Regions from separate parts of the Sus scrofa genome. Here region 1 is linked to region 2. The links are chromatin contacts, called in public promoter capture Hi-C maps. All regions are on one chromosome and are shown on one strand. The core of a region is the stretch at or near the end of the contact, and the rest is flanking DNA. Distances in the headings are between cores, read along the strand shown.

The links. Promoter capture Hi-C pulls out the DNA fragments that hold promoters and counts their contacts.
Region 1: a promoter capture Hi-C map of liver shows a contact between it and region 2, with 5 times the contacts expected there. The contact joins the promoter of MRGBP here to the promoter of TAF4 in region 2. A contact is called at or near these places in 1 of 5 promoter capture datasets (liver) and 1 of 2 datasets of contacts at active chromatin or transcription factors (alveolar macrophages).

The regions. Positions count from the first base shown.
Region 1 is chr17:62,057,144-62,062,031 of Sscrofa11.1, reverse strand. It overlaps MRGBP (MRG/MORF4L-binding protein), which reads right to left and starts at 3,631. Exons shown (of 5, transcript XM_021078245.1): 1 at 3,419-3,631; 2 at 2,857-2,978; 3 at 654-735; 4 at 436-510; 5 at 1-72. The coding sequence starts at 3,566.
Region 2 is chr17:61,528,512-61,533,705 of Sscrofa11.1, reverse strand. It overlaps TAF4 (transcription initiation factor TFIID subunit 4), which reads left to right and starts at 3,743. Exons shown (of 17, transcript XM_003360050.4): 1 at 3,743-4,106; 2 at 4,109-4,513; 3 at 4,516-5,092. The coding sequence starts at 3,816.

The DNA of each region.
Region 1 (4,888 bases), core at 2,382-4,881, 530 kb before region 2:
CTGAGTTGCTCTTGTCTTTGTCTTTGCTGGACTTTTCCGCGGACTTCCCCAAGCTTCCTGAAGATGAAAAAACTGGGAGACAAAATCATTTGGCTGAAAACAGAATATCCAAAATTTTATTTCATCTTCCTGCTCGGTTAAAAAAGACAATAGCTACACACACGACATTGACCCCCCCCAAGGCTCCTCCTGCGCTGTGGGCACCCGTGTGGCCTGAGGCGTGTCCGGCAGCCCAAGGATGTGCCGCCCCGTGCCCACACCCGTGCCCGCCCCGCAGGGAACGAGGTCCGTCTGCGCGGTCTTGGCCGCGCAGGGCTCTCCCTGGACGGATGGGCAGCCCTTGCCAGCTCACTCCGAGCCCTGTGCTCCCGCGTCCACCTGACTGTGCAGGGGCCGGGCCGCCCTGTGCCCGGGGAGGGCGCACCCCGGCCTTACCGTCGTCGGCCCCGTTGTGAGGGTCCACGTCTTCCTTCATCTCCTCCTTCATCTCCTCTTCGACGGTCACTTTTCCTGCAGGGAGACGGCAGCGCTGGCAGGACGAACCTCAAGGAGGCCTCCCGCCCCAGGAGGGCCGGGCACCACCCTGCCGGGGAGCCTAGCTCCCCAAGGCTCGTGACCTTCCCCCTGGGCCACTGCCCTCGAACGAGTCTCACCTTCTCGGACTTCCTGAATGATTTCTTCTGGAAGGACGAAGTTCCTCTCCGGGTTTGGGAACGGAAGAATCTCAGACTCATGCTGACGGCAAAGAGGGCGTTTTTTTTTTTTTTTTGTATGTTTTGTTTTTTAAAGAAACAAAGAAGAAAATGTGATTTCTATGGCTGTATCTGTGGCGCACACAAGCTCCTGAGCCAGGGATCAAACCCGAGCCAAAGCAGCAACCCGAGCCGCTGCAGTGACAACACCCGATCCCCAACCCACTGAGCTACCAGGGAGCTCTTAAACGTGACTTTTAAATTCAGGAGCAAACAACAAACACAGGTAACGGTCTCGAGGCTGCAGTGGGCAGGTGGAGGGGGCCGAGGCCGTTTCTTTCTCTTCTACGGTTTACGAGGGGCTGGGCTTGTCACACGGAGCCAGACAAGGCAAAACCACAGCATGAGCCACCAGCATCAGTCACGAGAGGGAAGACTCTGGGTTGACTGTCACCTGAGATGGGGCCAGGGTGCCCAGTCTGCTGGCACACCTGCAGGGCCAGAATCAGGCTGCAGCTGTCCCGCAGGCCTGGCCCGGCTGTGCAGGCTCCGGGAGCACGCGATCCGAGGGCCGTGACAACCCTGCAGAAAGGCCATGGGGCTCCCGTCTCACCCATGTGGGCGGGCCACCGGGGTGGGAAGCAGGTGAGTGCAGGGGAGCAGGCACCGCCGATGCTCAGCGTGTTCCACCTGGCTGGCAGCTCGCACCTGCCGGACCGGACAGAGACGGTGGAGACGCAGCCCATGGGACGAAGGGAGAGCTTAGCTGGCAGGAGGGACTCAGGGTTGGGGGCGATCAGGAGACACTCGGGAGCCGTGCTCATCACCAGGCGGTCAGCGTGTAAACGTGCTGATCGGCATCGAGGAGCTTCAAAACCCGAGGGTTCCTGCGCCCACGGCACCTTGCGGGTGGGGTTCAAGGCCCCAGGTGACCGTGACGTCAGCCCCACAGCCATGCTAGGGTGCGAGGAAAAGAGAGAAGGGCCACTGTCCCGGGCTGAAAGCCCTGGGTGCCCCCGCTGCAGTTCCCTGAGTGTCACGTGGGCCCTGTGCTGGGGTCACAGCCATGGGATCCTCTGGGCCAGCAGCGTGCCTAAGAACCATCTGCCTCCCCCAGGTCGGGGACCCTGCCACTCTGATCTCTGGGTCCAGCCAGCAGTCAGGGCTCAGGACGTGCCTGGGGGCCAGGTGACCTCACAGTGTGACAGGTATGCGAGCCCAGTCAAGCTGTGGAACCCGGGAACTCACGGAGGGCAAGGCCCTGACCAGCAGGCATGGCCCTTTGGGTGGGCCTGGTGTAGTTTAGCGGCCAGTTCTCGAGTTTCTAGAATGCCTACTGCAGGCCAGGCGCTGGTCCCAGGACACAGTGGTCACCTTTCTCTCCTCCCTACACCAGGACGAGATGTGAGTGCCACGCCCAAGGCCAAAGGGAGGGAATGGCAGTGAGGTTTCTGGACCCAGACGGCTGGGGGTCTGCTGCCCCCTTTGCCCACACGCACCAATTCTCGCCTGGGGGCGTGAGGGGAGATGGAGCCTTCCCTAACCCAGCACAGGCTCCCACCTCACCGGGCACCTGCCACCCGGCTCCCACCCACTCTCCAGACACCCTGGCCTCCTCTGCGTCCTCTGATGCACCAACGCCTGCTGCCACAGAGCCTTGACACCTGCCGCTCCTCTGCTGGGAACGCCACTGGTCTCTTTGGCCACCCTGTTCCCCTAGTTCATCTGCCCCGCTAACGACATGGCTCAGGGGGGGTTCCGTGAGGCCCGGGTCCCTGCCTGCCTGGTTCTACCAGCAGTCACCAGTGTCACCTTAACCTGACTCAGACCCTGCCACCTCCCTGCCTACAGCACTCTGGGACTTTCTGTAAGACTGACAATGGCCTCAGAGCCCCTCCCACAGGCCTCAGCTCCTCAGTCGTCTCCTGGCCAGGTCCTAACTGACCCCTCAATTGCAAGTAGGTGCCATGTGATAACCAGCTACCGTCACTAGGTTTGTGTTTTCTGTAAAACTGCTCGGAGCTACCTTGTTGAACAACTGGTCCCCTGCGGGGCAGCCCAGACGTCAAGTTCCCTGAGGACAGGGCCTGGTGTAGACGCAGGGAGGCGCACGGAGGGGGCTCTCGGCCACCACCTGTCTGGGGGAGGGTGGGGGCCAGCTCACCAGTGCCTGCATGTCGTACATGGTGCTCAGGTGGTCCCAGATGACCTTGGAGGGCACTTGCCGGCCGATGTTCTGGCTGAACTTGTCCCGGATACAGATCATGTGGAAGTGCCGGTTCACACCTGCAGGGGGAAAGGGTCAGCCCGTGGGGGCAGACAGGTAGTTTGGAGAACAGACGTGGGGGTCAAGGGGAAGAGAGGGGAGAAGGCGCAGGGGGAGACGGGGGCAGTGCTTGGAGGGCGCGGGGGTAGAATGGGGTTGGTGGCAGGTACAAGGGGGGAGAGGAAGAGGTAGGGGTCAGTGGGGGAGGAGCAAAGGGGGCAGGGGTGCAGGTGAAGGCAGGGGTCGGCCGGCGTGGGGGGGTGGGGGCGGGAGGGGGCAAAGTCGAGCGGGGGAGGGGACTGCAAGGAGCAGGCCGGGGAGGGGCGAGCAGGTGGGGGCAGGGTGTGCAGGGGTGCAGGCGCAGGAGGCCCCGCCCCGCCCGCCCCGCGCGCGCCCCCGGCCGTTGCCGGCCGCCCCGCCCCCACGCGGGTGCGCGGCCTCGGCGCGGCGCTCCGCTCACCGACGGGCTTGTGGCCCAGCATGGCGTGGAAGAGGCACACCTCCACCTCGGGGCTCCACACGACCGTCTCCTCGGCCGGGCTGGTGGCTGCCTCCCCGGGCCCCTTGTCGCCCGCCGCGCCACCGCCGCCCACCTCGGCCTCCCCCATGGCCCGGCCGCCCAGCGACGAGCCCCCGGCGGGAGCGGGCGCGGCCACGGGCTCCGCGCAGGCGCACTCGCGGGGCGGGCGCGCGCTCGGCGGGCTCGCTCTGGGGTTCGCGCGCGGAGTCGGCGCAGGCGCAGCTGAGGGCGGGGTCGCGGCGCCCCCTGGCGGCCAGGTCTCTCAGCGCAGCGCCGTCGGAGCCTGAGGAGGATGAGAGGGACTGAGGATGTAAACGCCCTAAATTAAGTTGTGGCGATGGCTGCACAGCTCTGGGTAAACCCCGCAGAACTGTGCGCTTTAAATGGAGGAATTGCAAGTTACACCTCAGTAAAGCTGCTAGGAAGAAAAAGAACAGGCAACTGACAATGCCCGCGAGTGTGGCTCCAAGGGCTTCAAAAGCCCCTGGCTGACCTCTGGCCTGAGTGTGGAACAGAGCGGCCCCCGCGCGCCGGGGCAGAGGCGTCTGGGCCCCGCGCCTTGACCGCGGGCCTCAGCCTAAAGGGCAGGAGGGCCCAGGCCGGAGGGGGCGGGGTTAACCCCCACGGAGGGGCGGGGCCTGGGCGGAGTCTGGCCTGGCAGTCCTGTGACGAACTCAAAGAAGCACCCAATGGAGGCCGCCGGCTCCGCCCCGGCCCGGCCCGGCCCCGCCCTCGCGGCTCCCCCCGCCCCTCTCCGCTAGGCCACGCCCACCGCGGTGCCAGGGCTCTTGCCCAACGCGCGAGCGCTCTTCACCTCCCGGGTGTAGACTCCCGCGTCGGGCTTCCGGGTCCTCTTCCGGCTCCGCGACCTGCTAGTTCTGTGAGCGCTGCAAGGTGCTGGACCTCTTCAGGCCTAAGCTTCCTCCTCCGTGCAGTGGGGTTACTGATGGGGCTTGGTTTCTGGGTGCCCCAGCACAGGCTCGGGCGTCTTAGCAGACATTTGGAGCCACAGCGGTGAGCGCTGCCCCTTGGCCGTGTGGGCTCTGGCCAGCCAGTCACCTCCCGGTGGACTCAGAGCCTGAGTCCCGGCTTCCCATGCTGGTGCCCACAAGGTGGGAAGACGCGGTCAGCAGAGCCGGCCGTCCTGTGAGCCATGTTATGGCTGGACGTTGTGATTCCATTATTATTATTATTTGCTTTTTTTTAGGGCTGCACCTGCGGCGTATGGAAGTTCCCAGGCTAGGGGTCGAATCAGAGCTGTAGCTGCCAGCCTACACCACAGCGGGTGTGAGCTGCATCTGCAACCTAGATACCACAGCTCATGGCAACGCCGGATCCTTAACCCACTGAGTGAGGCCAGGGATCAAACCCGCATCCTCATGGATCCTAGTTGGGTTCATTAACCGCTGA
Region 2 (5,194 bases), core at 2,494-4,993:
CATCTGCAGCACAGGCTCAGCGGGGGCAGAGGGAGCACCGGGTGGGTCAGTTTGGTTATGACTGGTGCCACCCGGGCAGATGACAGCACCGACAAACCGGGCATGTGGGGTACTGGGGTGAATGATGTCCCCAAGTTCACGTCCACCTAGACCCGCACGTGACGTTATTTGGAAAAAGAGTCTTTGTGCATGTAGTTAGTTAAGGAACTTGAGATTAAGTCACTTTGGATTTAGGGTTTACCCTAAATCCAAAAGGACCCAGGGAGGAGGCTGAGGCCCTGTGACTACAGAGGCAGAGTCGGGAGGCATGCCTGGGGCGCCAGATGCTGGAAGAGGCAGGAACGGCTCCTCGCCTCGAGCCTCCAGAGGTGTGTGACAGTGCCAATACCTTGACTGTGGGCTTTTGGTTTCTGGAACCGTGCCAATAACGTTTTTTTTTTTTGCTTTTTAGGGTCGCACCCACAGCATAAGGAAGCTGTCAGGCTAGGGGTCCAACCCAAGCTAGAGCTGCCCGCCTACACCAGAGCCACAGCAACGCAGGATCCGAGCCATGTCTGCAACCTACACCACAGCTCACGGCAATGCCGGATCCCCGACCCACTAATCAAGGCCAGGGATCGAACGTGCATCCTCGTGGATTCTAGTCAGATTGATTCCCGATGAGCCAAAAGGGGAACTCCCGCCAATACACTTTCTGTTATTTCAACCCCGTTAGTGGTGACGTTATGACCCGCCTAACAAGCCAATGAACCTGCCTTTACGAAGGTTCTGCCTTCCTGATCTTGCCCTCTGGGATGAGGACCCAAACTTGACCCTGCACACACAGCCCAGTCTGCAGCGCTGGGGCAGGGGGCCGGGTGAATAAGACTGGGGACAGGGCAGGGCCACCAGCTGACAGTCTTTTTTGGAAATTCTTTTATTATGAAGATTTCTGGGAGACAACAAAAGCATCGGTGACATAACAAACATTGAGTAGCTTTCACATAGCCAGAGCAACACTGAAATCGACCCGTGGTTTATCCTTATTCTTTATTAGTACTATCGGCCGCCCCGCAGCATATGCAATTCTTGGGCCAGGGAACTGATAGGAGCCGCAGTCGAGACCTAAGCCGAGGTTGTGGGCAACGCCGGATCCTCAACCCACGGAGCCCGGCCGGGAAGTGGAAACTGCGTCCCAGCGCGCTCCCCAGACACCGCGGATCCACGTTGCATCACGGCAGGAACACAGCAGGTTATGTTTATGGGAGCGTCTGATGCCGTCTCTATTCTATTGAAAACATACCCTGCTTAATAAGCCTAAACGTCCCTCACAGCTCCCGGTGCTGCACATTCGCACGGCTGCAGGTGGCGAGGCGGCCCTGTCCGGGGTTCTGCGCTCTGCGCGCGGTACGGCAAACATTTTTCTGTGTTAAAACCCGGGGCTTATATTTACGCTCATTTCGAGTCCCTGTTTTCTTTTCATGCTGGGTGGGATTTTTGTTTCAAGCGGCAAAAGTCGCAGCTGCTTGTGGAAAGAAGTAAAACCACTCGGAGACGTTCAAAGAAAATGCTCCACGTCCCCAGGGAACCCAAGGTTAACAGTTTGGCAGCACGTCCCCGCCCCCCACCAGGAGGAGGGGAGGAGCCACGTGGCTTCCGCCCCCGCCCCCCCCCCCCCAGGGCGAGCCTTGCTGCGGCCACCCGCGGGGAGCCGTCTCAGCTGTCTGCAGCTCCCACCTTCCTGAGGGGGGGTAGGGGGGCACCGAAGCCCTGGAAGGGGCGCTGGGGACCGGCGGCGCACCGTCGCCTCACCTCCTACACTTCCTGCTGGCCTGGAGGGTGCCCCGGAGGCCTCTGGGGGTGATGTCACAGCCGCGCGGGGTGGCGCACGCTGAGCCCCGCCCGCGGAGGCCGGTGGCGGGGGACGCACTCACGGGGCGAGGCGGGCGGGCGGGGGGGCCCTGGCAGGCCTCCGGAGAAGGCCGTGGGGAAACAGGCGTGGCCGGAGATGGCACCACCAGCCCCCTTGGCTGAAAAGCTCAGTGGCTGGAGGGGCGGACGTGAGGGGCCACCTCGTCCGCAGTCTCACGGCCCTGCCGTCTCGGGCATGCAGTCATCTGCCTGGCGCTACCCCCGATCCCATCTGAGCGCGTAGACGGTTCCCCACTACGCAGGTCGCGCCTGGGGCTGAAGTCAGCCTGCTGACGCTTTTGCTCGGTCTACCTTAACCTTTTTTAAGGGGTTGTCAACACTGGACGATTGCATGATTCAGGAGATTTTGCACATTTCTGCTCTGGTTGGAAAACCAGGCTGTCCGCCCACGCTGGGCTCAAGGCGCAGTGGGGCCGCGAGGTCCCCACCCCAGGTCTGTTCCACTCCTTTCCTTTCCCGTCTTTGGGTACCCAAGCTGGGGTGCAATATCCCGACTTTCCCTCTGCAGGGATTCCCCCTGCTGCGTCCCCCGGGGAAGCCCCTCTCCAGGCTCCACGCCCCACGCTCATTGTCTAGAACCCGCCCCGCGAGCTGGGCCTGCGGGGGCCGGCGGGCTCCTTTGTTCAGGCGGCCAGAAAAGAACCCTTCTGTGTCAACAGCGTCCCTCATTGTGCGGAGGTCTGGGCGACCGCGGCGCGGCCTCGCCCGCAGGAGCCGGAGATGGGAGGCCTTTCTGGGTTTCCCCAAAAAAGCGGAGCAAAAGAAACCACTAGGGATGTCCCAGAATACCATCTTCCGGTGAAAACAAAACACAAAAAACACAGGAGAGAACTTTACCTGAACTCATTTTATAGAGAAGGTGCTCGCACGGTTCTTTTCGACAACTTACTTTGTCAAAAGGACAGAGCGGAAAACAAGGACCCGAGGAGCAGCTCCAGGCGGACGGCTCCCTACAGGAGCTGCGGGTCCTAGCCGGCGCCGCCGTCTCACCCAGTAATTTAGGGCACTCGCGTCCCGGGCCGCGCCGCCGGATGAAGTGAGTCACCCTGGCGCGGCTCCGGCGGCCTTGGGCGCCGCCCCCCGCCCCGCCCCGCCGCCCGAGCAGCGGCCTCACCGCGCGAGACGCCGGGCCTCGGGCAGACCTGGGCGCCAGCCGAGGACGGGCCCGCGCCCGGCCCGCAGCAGTGGCGCCGGCGCTCAGGTCGCCCGGCGGCCCCGGGCCCCGGACCTCGCCCGTGCCCTCCCGAGGCGCCCTGCCCCTGCGAGTCACGGCGGCTGCGCTAAGGGGCACCGGGGTCCGGGGAACACGGCGTCCCCGTTCCCTCGCCTGCCTGGAGCTCCCATCAGCTCCGACCGCAGCCATTTTGGAGCGAGCGGAGACAAAGAGCGAGTCATCGCGGCCGCCGCCCCACCAGGCCCCGGCCGCGGTCCCCGCCCGTTTCATCCTCCCGGCTGTCGGCATGCGGCCCGCCTGGCGGCGGAGACCCCCACAGCCCTACCGGCCCACCGGCGCCGGAGCCCGCCGCCCACTCGCCCTCCGCACCCCAACCGCCCGCCCCGCGCCCCGTCCTCTGCCGCTCGCAGCCATTGGCCGCGCCTTTTAAGCAGGCGCCGCGGCCAATCGCCGGGCGCCGAGCGGCCGGGCGGGGGGGCGCCGCGGCCAATGGCGAGGCGCCGGGCGGCGGGCGGGGGCGGGCGCGCCGCCGCGCCTGCGCAGCGCGCCGCCGCCGCCCTCCCCCCGCCAGGACGCCCGCGCCCCCCGCCCGACCGCCGCCCCCGCCCCGCCCGGCGCGCGCCGCCCCCCGCCCGCCCCCGCGGCCGCCCGCCCGCCCGCCTGCCCGCGCGGAGCCTCCTCCCCGCCCAGCGCCGGCCGAGCGGCGGCGGCGGCGGGCCGAGGAGGAAAGATGGCGGCGGGCTCGGATCTGCTGGACGAGGTCTTCTTCAACAGCGAGGTGGACGAGAAAGTGGTGAGCGACCTGGTGGGCTCGCTCGAGTCGCAGCTGGCGGCCAGCGCGGCCCACCACCACCACCTCGCGCCCCGCGCGCCCGAGGCGCGGGCCGCGGCCGCCGGCGCGCTCGGGAACCATGTCGGAGCCGGAGCCGTGCCGGCCGAGGGCGCGCCCGCAGCGGCGCCGGAGCCGCCCCCCGCAGGTAGAGCGCGGCGCGGCCTGAGCGCGGGCGGCCGCCGGCCGGGCCTGTGTCCTCACCGCGCTGCCCGCTTGTTCCCGCAGGGCCCGCCGCGAAGCTGAACACGCTCGAGGCCGGCGCGGGCGCCGCGGCCGGGGCCGGGGCCGGGCCGGGCGCCGCGGCCGGGGCCTGCGCGCCGGGGGCCGCGGCCGCGCCCGAGCCCGCCGCCAAGCCCGCCGCCCGCAACGGCCCGCCCGGCGGCCCCGGCGCCGCGCAAACTTTGAATGGGAGCGCCGCGCTGGGGAACTCGCTCCGCGCCGCCGCCGCACCTGCTGTCAGCCTGCTCCACAACGGGCCCGCGCCCGCGCCGCCGCCGCCGCCCAAGCCAGCCGCCGCCACTGTCATCCAGACGCCGCCCTTCCTCGGCGCCCCCGCCGCGCCCGCGCCCCGCGCCCCCTCGCCCCCCGCGCCCGCCGTGCCCCCCGCGCCCCCGCGCCCGCCGCCGCCCCGCCGCCGCCGCCGCCCGCCGCCGCCAGCCTGGCCCGGCCGCCCGGCCCCCCGGCCGGACCCCCGGCGGCCGCTCAGAACGGGGGCAGCGCCGCGCCCGCCCCGGCCCCCGCGCCCGCGCCCGCCTCGGCCCCCGCGCCCGCGCCCGCCCCGGCGCCCGCCGCCAACAGTCAGCCCGGCCCCGCCGCCGCGCCCGCGCAGGTGGCCAAGGCCGACTCGCCCAAGACCGCGCTGCAGCCGGCGCCCCCGCCGCCGCAGACCCTGGCGGCCAGCTGCCCGGCCGGCGCGGGGGCCGGCATGATCCTCGGGCCAACTATGCAAGGGGCGCTGCCCGCCGCCGCCGCCGCGGGCCTCCCGCCGCCGGCCCCCGGCACTCCCACCGGGCTGCCCAAGGGCTCGGCCAGCGCGGTGACCCAGAGCCTGCCCAGGACGCCCTCGGTCACCACCGGCGGGATCCGGGCCACGCTGACGCCCACGGTCCTAGCCCCACGCCTGCCGCAGCCGCCGCAGAACCCGACCAACGTCCAGAACTTCCAGCTGCCCCCAGGTGAGTGGCTGCGTTGCCTGCCGGCGGGTGTGTGCCGCCCCAGCTGGGAGTCCAGGAAGTTGCAGGGCTGGCGGGACGCGGGGGGGCACGGGTCTCGCAGTG